Linked DNA regions of Gossypium hirsutum: region 1 is linked to region 2. Evidence: chromatin contacts called from public Hi-C data. All regions are on one chromosome and are shown on one strand. Each heading gives the region's core, a stretch centred on a gene start, on an enhancer-like site or on the middle of the called end of the contact. The rest is flanking DNA. Distances are from core to core; before and after follow the strand shown.

Region 1 (6,156 bases), core at 818-3,317, 190 kb after region 2:
AGATCCATGAATTTTAAGAAAATTAGCCTAGTTTTTTAAAATATTTTTTTGCAGTATTTTCATATAAATTAATCAATCAATTACGTCTTGAATATGGTAAAATATCTAGTTTAATTTATTTATAATAATTAGTTTTGTACAAATATTTTTCATAATTTTTTAGGTTCAAAATTATTTTTTTGTGATTTTGGAGCCTTAGGTAGATCTAACTCTTCTGTACTGATAGAACATAAAGTTCTCAGCTCCCAGTGATTGTATCCAACGATGCTTGCAGGATATCGTTATGGGGCATCTAAAATGGACAAATTTAATATCATTCATGAATTGGTTGTTGCCTTAGTTAAGATATGAAGGTTAAAAAGTTTTACTTTTCATTTGCCTTGCGGAGAAGCGGTAATCACTTTAAAAGATGTCACAATAATAACAGGCCTTTCAATCAATGGGATGGTAGTGGCCGGACCTAGTGCCATTAACACATAATATAATGAGGGTGTTTAGGGTTTAGGGTTTAGGGTTTAGGGACCGTACAAGTTATACGAGAGACTTGACTTGGATGCATCAAGAAATTATGAAAATTCAAACCTAATAAAGTTAGCAATTAACTTTTACCAAATCAGCCCTAAAAACTAAATTAAATACTAAAAAGTTAATACCGTTACTTTTGAGTATAAAAATATATAATTTTTGTCAAATACAAATATCATATTGGTCCAAAAATAACACAATAACCACATTAGAAAAAATATCAAACTTGAGTACCAAATAACATTATAAATCTAAAAATTTCCTGAAGTAAAAGAAAAAGTCACCATGTGTTAAGCAAATGGCCCATGTCTACACTATTAAGGATTTTTCTTTTTTGGTATTTTCTAAATCTGCTTTACAATTTATGTTTGGGGTTATCCCTTTTAATAATATTACTTTTAAAGTTCAAATCAACGTCTCCACTTAAAATTATGACGTGTATTACTGTTGCATGCAACGTTTATTAGTATTAAAACTATTTTTTTAATTTCAGTGTATGTTATAATATACAAATTCAATAAATTAGTAGTAAATAATAATATAAATAAGTAAAATATTTTCTCTTTAAATATTTGATAGTATTCGTTAAGGAGTGTCTTAAAAATAATATTTGAAAATATTATAATATTTTTACAAAATACAAAATAATTAATAATTAATAATACAAATTTAATAATATTAAATATAAGTCCAATAATATAATTTTAAAAATATTTTACATGTAATTACTTAATAAAATCATTTTTAGTATGGATATATATATGAAAAAACTATTTAGTTTTACTTACATTTATTTTTTATTTAATAAAATTTAATAGTTTAAAAAAAGAATGTATTAAAAATTATAACCCAAATATTTTAATTAATCAAATGCTTTATAAATACATGAAAACTTAAATATTATAAAAAAGAACCCAAAAAAAATATTTAATTTAGTTTAAGATTTAAAAATAGCTTGGCTCACCTACCTCCAATTATAAGAAGATGAAATAAAATAATGCATTTTAGTGGGTTAACCTACCAAAATATTCTTAAATTAATTTTATAAGTTGATTTAAATAAAACAAAATTTTAATTATTAAATAAGAAGAAGAGGAGTCCAATGTCGAAAGCAAAAACCATTTTCACCTACCTATTATATATAAAAAAGGTGAAATAAAATAATGGGTCACATTAAGGAAACCTATCCAAATATCTTATATTTCTTAAAATGGGTAATTTACTAAAATAGTCTTGATTATATCCCACGTGTATGGTGAGAAATTGCAGTTCCACGGAAAGTCTTTAACACCAGACCTTATTGTATCATTTCCCTAACTTTCCAGCGAATGAAGTGACGCGACCCTAATATTTTGTTTGACAAAACATGTATTTTGTTTCAGTTTTCTATAACCCAATTGATTAATTTACTTTTATACCCTTATATAAAACACCTGATTTATATTTAAATGGTTATATTTGTCATTTACTATTTTAGAAATTTGAAAATCTAAAAATTAAATATTTTATTGTTATTTTTGTGGTGGACCCAGTATCTTTTCTCCTTTTTCTCTATCTCGCCGTCAAAGTGAAAAGGCAAAAAAATCAGGAAAATTTTTTATTTACATATAAATAGAGAGCTGAAATGTATGTAAATGGTGTGTAGGTTATACAGTGTATCTTAATCGGCGTTCGTTAGTATCAGTCCGGTGATGCTTGGTGTATTGTGCACACGACCTCCCAAGCCTTGGATCCTCAACTCCCTATCTCTGATCGCCCACGGTGGTTCAGCGGCTCACCATCACGAAAATCGTTTATTGCACTGGCCTTCACATTTCGCCGATTTATCTGCCGATAATCGGCGCTGCCGGCACCATTCAACGGCTTGTCGGCTTGGTGGCGGCTCAGAGGGTGGTGCAGCTTCTATATGGCATGCGATTTTGCCATGCGGAGGAGACAGAGGAGTGAAGAATAGAGGAGATGTGTGGAAGAATGTGGAGAGGAAAGGGGAAGGTTCCTGGAATGTGTCGTGGGATGCCAGACCGGCTCGGTGGCTTCGACCGGATTCTGCTTGGCTTCTGTTTGGAGTCTGCGCTTGTCTTGCGCCGATGCCGATGGATGAATTTGATGACGTTAACCTCGATGCTGATAATAAAACCGATGCTTCTTTAAATTCAGATGAAAAGAGTAGTAATCATTTGTCTTCAGTTCCTGCCGCTGATAATTTCAAGGTTACAGGTTAGTTGTAATTAATTAACTAATTTTAATTGCTGCCAATTAGTTTTTAATATAAAAAATGAATGAATTTGAATGTATATTTGATATACAGGGATTTTAGCGCAGGGCGATACTCAGTTTTCAATATTAAAAAATGAATTTGAATTTATATTTGATATGCTGCAGGGATTTTAGCGGATGGACGATGTCTGTTCAGAGCAATAGCTCATGGAGCTTGTTTGAGGTCTGGAGAAGAAGCTCCTGATGAAAACCGTCAAAGAGAACTTGCTGATGAATTGAGAGCTCAGGTAATTACGAGGAGGTTTATTTATTTATTTATTTATTTATTTATTTTTTATTTTTTTAAGTATTTGATCAAGATACACTATTTTATGTATAAAATTTCGTTTCTGAATCTACAAATGGTAATAGGAGTTTTTCCCTTTTTATATGTTTAATCATGTAGGTTGTGAATGAGCTTTTGAAGAGGCGTGAAGAAACAGAATGGTAAAGCTTTGTCTTTATATTGGAATGCCATTCACTTTGATGGAATTTTTAATAAGCATAGGGCTTCATATGATATGATAACTGCAGGTATATTGAGGGAGATTTTGATGCTTATGTAAAGGAAATTCAGCAGCCTTATGTTTGGGGTGGAGAGCCTGAATTATTGATGGCTTCTCATGTTTTGAAGTGAGTTTCTATTTCTTTTAAAAATTTGACTATGAATTGTTTTGTAATGCACCTTTTGTCGGAGCTCTTCACTTCCTACCTCATTTTACTATAATCTTGCAATTAGCCTATCAAAATGATGAATAATTTAAGTTTCCATGGCTTATGAGTTGCACATAATATTGTGATCGATCCTATGTAATACTGCAGGTGATTTGCTTTTATCTTTGCAAACAGATGAAAAGTTTAGGCTATTTCTTAAGGTGCTAATTACTAACCAAGTCAATGCCTCATAAATATTAGTGATTTAAGTTTTTAAAGAACGCATAATTAGAATCTTCACGAGAAGATATAACTGAGGGTCCCCTGCCACACTGAAATCACTTCATTTTTGTGTGATGATGCTTTCATTTATTTTGCATATTGGTACAAGCATTTCAATTTGCCTATTTTGTCAAGAAACTAGGTTTAAAACCACCGTTTGATAATTAGTGCTCGAGCTTTTGGGTTAGTCTATACCTTATGCATGAAACTCTGCTGCTGGCTTATGGAATGATGTCAAAGCAAAACAGTAACTGTTCTTTTCTTATGCATTGTTCAAATTGTATTCTAACCAAAGCCTAAACTTGGAATTTGAATTCCATGTTCTAAATTCCTATCTATTTTTCCTCATGTTTTACTTGACTGCTGTATTTGACACCCCATTTTGATTGACAGGACTCGAATTTCTGTCTACATGATTCATAGAAGCTCTGGTAATTTAATAAACATAGCAAAGTACGGTGAAGAATACCAGAAGGAGAAGGAGAATCCTATTAATGTGCTTTTTCATGGGTATGGTCACTATGACATACTGGAGTCATTGCCGGAACTAATTTCCAGCAAATAAAGACATAGAAGTTTGGTCTTGTTATATGATTATGATTGCATAAAAAGAAATAAGCTTATCTTATTTTAAATGGAGGAATTCCATTGAACCAAGAAATAGTCTGAGGTTGATAAATTAGTTTGCACCTACCTCGGCTTTTGCAATGAGCTCAATACAATTTTGTAGTTTCTGAGAGTGTTTCTTGATTTTTAGAACTCAATTCAATACTTCAGATTGGTGAAGCATTATAGTTATTTTAGTTTTTCTTTTTTCCTGTAAAACCAGTGATGATTGTTTCTTTTATTCAGAATGTATTTGGGAAATTGAATTCTCCTAGTCTTTCTTGTCAACTCTCTTGAACTCTATAGCCTATGAAAGAAACATTTGAGGGATGTGTTACAAATAGGTATTTGCACCCTTGTTCATTCCTGCTTATTGAATCTGCAAAATATGCATGGGAATAGGATAAAAGTTCATTCATTTGGTTGTGTAAATTCATCTTGTTGCCGAGCTTTAAGAATATGTCGGTAAACCGGCATGTAATTCCGTTGTGTTTCTTTTCTTCATATTTTTAATTTTCTGTCCTCTAAATTCCTTGGCTGTTTGTAAAGATTTGGAGTATTTATTTCTTTGTACTATAACTTTTGTTTTGGTCCAACTTTTAACAAAGCATATGCCATGCTTTTAGACAGATTCCTCTATCCTTAACTGCAGGATTGAAATAGCAATCAAGTTGAGGGTGGAGGGTATTTGTTTTGATTCGAATGGTGAAAGATTTAAAAGGTAGCATATTTGCTCATCTTTAACCCCCCCCCCCAAAAAAAAAAACAAACTAGCTAGGAAAAAGCAGTGGTTGATGTGGGAAAGTTGAATGTCAGTAAGCATAGATATAGTATGGTAGCATACATATGTTGTTAATGTGATAAATTTTTTTGGCCTCAACTTGCTAGTGACAATGTCTTGTAGTAATGAGGAAGACAAGGGGATTTCTCACACTGTTTCCCTTAGTTGGCGTGGAGAAGAGAAGTAATAGTTGATCTTATTATCTTTGGATTTCAATCCCTTTGACGCTTGCACCGTAGTCTAATTGGTATGCATTAATATTGATTTTGATGATTTGATTCAAGTGGAAGAATTGAAGGGTTGTGGGTTTGGGATTGGATTGGATTAAAATCCAAAATTGGGATTGGAATCTAGGAAAGAGCTGTAAATCCTCTGAATGGTGGTTGGAAAAGTGAAAGGAAAGCATAGGGTCTCTGACTTTGGTGTCATGTGATTGTTGGTTGAAAAGAAAAAGTATGCACTTCTTTGTTTAGCCATGGCTTGCCTGACGTCATCTCGAAAAGGACGTACTCATTGTTTTTTAGTGGGTTTTTTTTATAAATATGGGTTTAAAAATTTTATTCTATACCAAAATAGGTTGTCAAATAGATTATTTACGAAAATAGGTTTTTTTAGTCGCTTCTGTTAGAGAGGCGCGACATAATATTTTAATAATAATTTTTTTTAATATTTTTATTATAATGTTTAAAAAAAATTTAAGTAAAAAATGGGTCGTGCCTGACCCGTAGGCGCCTTATGTGGCGCATGCTGCAGGGGCGCCACACCTTGCAGTCCCATCACACTCCAGAAGTAAAGAGAGAAAAAGAAAAAAGAAGAAGAAAAAGAAAGAAGAAAGAAAGAAGAAAAAATTAGTAATTTTTTATAATTATTTTAAAATTAAATTGTTAGTAATTTAGAATTATTTGATAAATTTTTGTGTTTGTAATTATTTTAAAATTAATTTATTAGTAATTTAAGATTATATATTCTAAATTATTTTGTTTAGTTTAATAATGTTAAATTTATTTTGTTAAATATTTTGTTATAAATAATTTGCAACTGTAAAGAAAATA
Region 2 (5,837 bases), core at 1,711-4,210:
CATCGGCGATTCTGTTAAGACAGTAACAGAAACTGTTAGTCAATGACTGTTTTGTCACTTTTTTATAACGTTAGTGACTGTTTTATTATTTTTAAAAAGTTAAATGATTGAAATGAAACCTAAATAGCTATTTTATTAGCTACCCTAAAGTTGAGTGACTGTTGGTATAATTTACCTATAAAAAAATTTCATTTTAGGCAACCCAAAAAAGAAGCTTGCAATTTAAGCACCTACATTACATATTTCGATCATTTTGATCACCCCAGACAAACAAAAATCTGACATGGATTTCTAAAAAAATTAAATCTAATATTTAAATTTCAATGTCAGCTTTAGTTTTTAAACCAAAACCAACAAAATTTAAACACGTAGCTTCGGGGTTTTTTCTTCATCGCCATCCTTCTTCAGTTGAAACCACCACGATCGACGTCTTCTTTTCCAACATCAGCCTCCAAGATCTCCCTGACAATTATGCTTCTCCAATCGTTTCTCTGCCGTCAACCGCCATCTTCACCCCTTGAATCTTCTCCAACTTCCTCTCTTTCTGCTTCTCCAGCTATGGCTGGCTTCATCTCCTATGAATCCTCCAAGTGTTGCGGCTTTGAAAACTGTCAGTCACTCTCGCTAGCGATTGGGAATGCTCTGTTTTCTCTTATTGTTCATCATTACGACCCGAAATCCCTACTAGTAATTCGGTCGATCAGCTTCAAGAGCAACCCACCAATACCATGTTCTGCACTCTATAATCCTTTTCAGCTTCTCTCTCTCTATTCCGATCATTTCACTTCATTTTTCGTTAATTCTTTTTTTTTCTCTTTTTTCTTTGGTGGGGATGTTTTAGAGCATTCTCATGAACCTTCGTCGGACTCCGAACTTGTTAAGCATCTCAAAGGCATTACTAAGGTTAGTTAAAACAGTCTGTCTGAAGTAGTATCTTCAATTCAATGCATTGAAACCACTAAGATTATCATTAGGACAATCGTTAACAAAAACCCACGAGCTTATACTCTTAACGTCTCCTTTTAGTACTTGAAACTGTGCCTTCTATGCTATGAGACAACTGGAGTCTCATATTATTGTAAGACAAAAGGGGGAATTTTTTGGGGGAAAAGAGCAATGCTAATGCTATTGGAGTCTCATATTGGGATGAATACTCAGCAATTCAAAATCTCCAAACATCATAAGCAAAATACATATAGGATGAGTGCCAAAATTTAGAAAATAGGCATTGCTAACTGAGAGGTTTAAAGGAAAAAAACATAATTCGTAAAGTTTTAATTCTAAAGAAATCCCCTCAATAGAAGAACCCAAGTACTTTTCCACCTACATTCTTTCTTCTGGCTTCTTCATGGTCCATTATTCCAGCTGATGTTGTCAGCACTATGTACCCAAACTGCAAATCCAGTATACAACTCAGTAGGATAGGGTAAAACAATCTTATGAAAGCATAAAACTATGATGTTTAGTTTCTCGGCTAACCTGTCTTGATGGAAGCAGCCTGGCAGTCCAACCCTCGATCTCCTTCACTCCTACGTCGAAGCGAGGACTGATCACCCCGCACTTGTTCAGCCTTCTGTTCAGTTCAACTACAATTTTACCAGATCTGTGATCATCAACGTACTCAAACTCTCCAATGTAACCTGCAATCCCAATGTTAGCATATCGATGGAACAAATATAAGGGTAGAGATTAGATTGAATGTTGAAACAAACCGTGCTTCTGCATGACCAAAAGGAACTTGATGATCACTTTTGAGGATGGCCTGATCATGACCTGCCGTTTGCCCCTCTTTTCTGCATTGTACATGCTCTTCAGTGCATCATTCAAAATGCTGACCCTCACCATCCTTCTAAATACAAGCTGCTGCTGATTTTGAATCAAACGAAGCAATTATTTATAGTTTCTTTTAGTCTTTAGAAACTCAGTAAAACAACTTGAACATATCATTCTTCTAAACATCATTTTCCTATAATAACAACAGTATTTCCAGTGATCCAATATCTTATTCAAATGAAGAACCGACAAACCATCTTCTAATCCAAACTTACACAGTGATAGAGGCAAGTGGAGGAAAATGGGCAACAACCCTAAACCAAAACGACCCAACTCGAAATGATTTGACTAAGGGTGAGTTCGGATGGGCGGTGCGTTTACTTGCGGTTAGTATAAAAATAGTGGTGGCGGTGAGATTAAATACTGTAGCGATACTGTAGCGTGAGATAAAAAATAAACTAAACGCACCGTACCGCACCGTGGCCCCAAACTCACCCTAAGTAAACAGAAATGACCCTATCCTGAAGTGAACAGAACCCACATTGACCTCACCGGACCCAAAATCCCGAGAATCTTAAAACCCAAAACTACCTAAACCTAAAATGATCCACCCAAAATAAACCAAGAGTTTTAAAACGCGACCCAAAACCAACCCGAGCCGCATTGAAAGTTTGACGGGTCTAGTTCCAACCAATAAACCCATCTTCTAATCTAAAAGCTTACGTAGTATTAGAAACAAGCGAAGTAAAATAGGTTAAGGGCACCAAAAACTTTGTACCAAACGAAACAATAGATTCTTAACTTGCCCAGAGAACCCAAAATCCTTTCAGTTCCATATTATGTAAAAGGATTGAAACATTAATGACGTAAAAAAAAACGAAGATAAGTAAGGTCTAAACCCTAATCGAATAGGTAAAATAGATCTTGCTATCTTTATTCCATGACAGAACTGATACTCAAGAGGATAAAAAAACAGCCCCAAGATCTTAAATCATGGAAAGAAAAGAGTGTGAAAGTGTCGCTTACCTGAAACCAAAATCCGGCGGCCTCGTTTTGGTTAGTTTGAAAGAGTGCCCAATGAAAATGGCAGAGAGCTCGGCTGAGTGCTAGGTTTTCGGATTTAAATTTAATTTTCAGTTTTATGGGCTTGGGATTTACGTCGGCCTTTGATATACGAAGGCCCAAAATATAGCACTCAATTCTACTGTTTTTCTGTGTATATATAATTTTGATTTAATTTAAATTTTTTAAGATTATTAATAATATTAATGATATTGATATGAAAATAATTCGAGGAAGACTTAAACATAAATACGACCTAATTTAACAATTTTTTTTAATTTAAAATTAAAAAAGAGAAATATTTATAAAATCATAAAAAATTGAACCAGTGGGTATAATTTAAACCTATTTAACATTAATGTAATAATTAAAATATATAAAGGTATAACTCATTTATAAACTTGGCCACCAAGAAATCCGGAAGGACGTCATGATATGAAGTCAATCAATGCTAAATTAAAATCAATATTATATTTTAAGAAATTAATAATAACTTAGTTCAAACCCCAAAGAGTAAGATCATACCAGAGGGCTCAAAATTTCCTGTAATTCCTCACCTTTTTCAGATCTGGGCGAAAATTTTTCTTTTTTGGGTATGATATTAAGTTATAATAATACACAATGTACATTCCAATTCAATTAAAAAAAGCTTTACATTATTACACTACTCTTGTCCTCCCGATGATGCCAAAATCAAATATTAGCTGATTACCGGCACCTCATCCACAAAAAATTCACCAACTGCACCTTCTGAGGATTCACCAATGCTAGCGGCTTCAGCAATTCTAAGTGCCATCACGGCTTTGTATGTAGCCATATCCGCATTTTGAAGTAGCATCTGTGCCTGTTGGCGTTTCAGGATGGCCGATTCAACCGCTCTGGTTGCTGCAGCTCTAGCTTCTTCGACTCTAACCATCACAATCTCTTCTTCCACCGCATCATGTTGGGCTGCCATGGCTGCACATACCACAAAACATGAAACAAGGTTCTATTAACACTTACATATTCACACAAAACATGAAAAACCATTCACACGTTAAAATCAGATCAGAGCCTGTATAGTTGAGCATGACTGCTATGGTCAGACAATATAATATACCTTGCAACAAACTCGGTAGCTTGCCTCTCCCATGGCTAGCTTGACGCTTAAATGACCTCCTTTTACGTAGAAGAGGCTGTGGAACTACGGGAGCCTTCTTGACCTGATGACCCTGTTACAATCCAACATTCATTTTGATCATATATCTACCAAAACACCAGAAAGAAGAGGTAGGAGACTGAACAGTAATGACGGAAGGGATGCATATTTCAAATTTCAAGATATGCCAGGGAACAAAATGGTATATAGCATGATAAGTTGATGACAATACTTCGTTTCCAATCACTTAAACGATATCTTCCCATTGCAGCCGAAAAGAAATTCCAAATTCTCAACAAATAGAAAACAGAATATAAAACAAAGTTCAGAGTAAGAATATTTAGGTGCTTTGTATTAATCCTATCTGAAATATGGTTGATTCACAATCTGTTATTTCTTCCCTCTAAATTGTGTCAATATAGCATGGCATCATTGCATGCAACTGTTATAGCAAAAGATCATTTGACCTATAAGATACAATTCTATGAACTCATTGCATGACAAATTGTGGGAATCAGAACAAGAAATAGGACAATAAACCCTTTCAAAAGAAGGGCACTTTTCCATGCTAAACTTCCTTGAAAATTTCAACAAACAAATACACATACTAGGGACATAAGCTAGAATTTTCTTCATTTACAAAATGACAGTATAGTACAATGATGATATAATACATCGAAGGAGAGTTCAGTTTCCCAAATGAATCTACAATTATATTTATGTCCATAGAAAAATTCTCCACAAAGATTACCTGGAAGACTCTAAGCAATGGTGACCGTCTTTGCTCCTTTTTTTTCAACCAGTAAGCATGAACAGCTTCCACCACTCCTTTAATACCCAGATCAACACACAAATGAGCAGCAGCAACAGATACATCATTTGAGTGATCATCTGGACTACAAAAATTGGCCTTCTCAAAAGCATCAATCATCAACTCGAAACAATCCTCCGATAGATGCTGGAGATGCCCATTTCCACGAAAAAACTCATAATTGAACTTCTTTAACCACTCCTCATCTTCTAAATCCATGTCATAGTTTGCAATCCTCTTTGCCAAGGCTCTTGATACCTCGTCACCATCAATAGAGATATATGAATCCGGTCTTCGAAACTGCACACTGGGTTTACCTGCATACCCTGAAACTTCACGAACACCAGGCACAGGGATCACCCTACAAGCTAAAGCAGGCACATTGCGCTCACAACATTCCTTGTAAAGATCCTTGAAAACGACCCAGTCTTGACGGTTCGGGAACTCGAGCTTCCAGTTATCATCCCCAGGCCAAATTACAGCACGAGTGAAACGGTTGACTGAGCTTGGCCTCATAAATTTATCTGCCTTGAGAGAATACTTGTTTGACCTTTTTGTTTTAATTACAAGAAGCCATTCTTTTGATGGAGAGAGCTCTAAAGACACAACTGCTCCTTCTTCCCTATAACATCTATCTGGTTCGATGATCAATACATTGGCAGAGCATTGCGATGAATCCGATTCTACCTTGGGCATTAAATCTGATACGGAAGAGCTCATGTCGCTTAAGCTCGACGCTGAACCGTTGCGGGTTGAACTCCTAAGCTTGTTTTTCGAAACTACTGAGGAAAAAGGAATCCCATTTCTCCTACTAGTAATCAAATCAGACATGAGAGCTCCATTAAAGAAAGTGTTTCTAGCCCTCATTCTCCTAAGCGAACTCCTCCTCTTCTGAATACTGCTTCGAACTGACTTCGAAGCTTTAAAACATGGACTCGAAACAATTTTGCAGCTGACTTTATCGATTTCAAGTGCAGTGGACTTGATTGTAGTCTTTGAATTTTCAGAAAGAAGGCACTTTTGGACCCCATTTCTCTTCCTTTTTCTAGTATA

Evidence for each region. A called contact is a pair of places that touch in the nucleus more often than the background predicts.
Region 1: a contact with region 2 is called in a Hi-C map of leaf, with 2.3 times the contacts expected there. The contact joins the promoter of LOC107896321 here to the promoter of LOC107896294 in region 2. A contact is called at or near these places in 3 of 34 Hi-C or Micro-C datasets (all in leaf).

What each region holds. Positions count from the first base shown.
Region 1 is chrA10:109,377,453-109,383,608 of Gossypium_hirsutum_v2.1, forward strand. It overlaps LOC107896321 (OVARIAN TUMOR DOMAIN-containing deubiquitinating enzyme 4), which reads left to right and starts at 2,068. Exons shown (of 5, transcript XM_016821472.2): 1 at 2,068-2,742; 2 at 2,908-3,029; 3 at 3,188-3,228; 4 at 3,316-3,414; 5 at 4,111-4,597. The coding sequence starts at 2,217. The coding sequence ends at 4,282.
Region 2 is chrA10:109,186,685-109,192,521 of Gossypium_hirsutum_v2.1, forward strand. LOC107896294 (40S ribosomal protein S15a-1) reads right to left here and starts at 2,961. Exons shown (of 4, transcript XM_016821436.2): 1 at 2,800-2,961; 2 at 1,713-1,866; 3 at 1,480-1,640; 4 at 1,142-1,393. The coding sequence starts at 1,845. The coding sequence ends at 1,295. It overlaps LOC107896295, which reads right to left. Exons shown (of 3, transcript XM_016821437.2): 1 at 4,725-5,837; 2 at 3,935-4,046; 3 at 3,405-3,792. The coding sequence ends at 3,536. It overlaps LOC121207671 (protein TSS-like), which reads left to right. Exons shown (of 4, transcript XR_005902798.1): 4 at 1-182.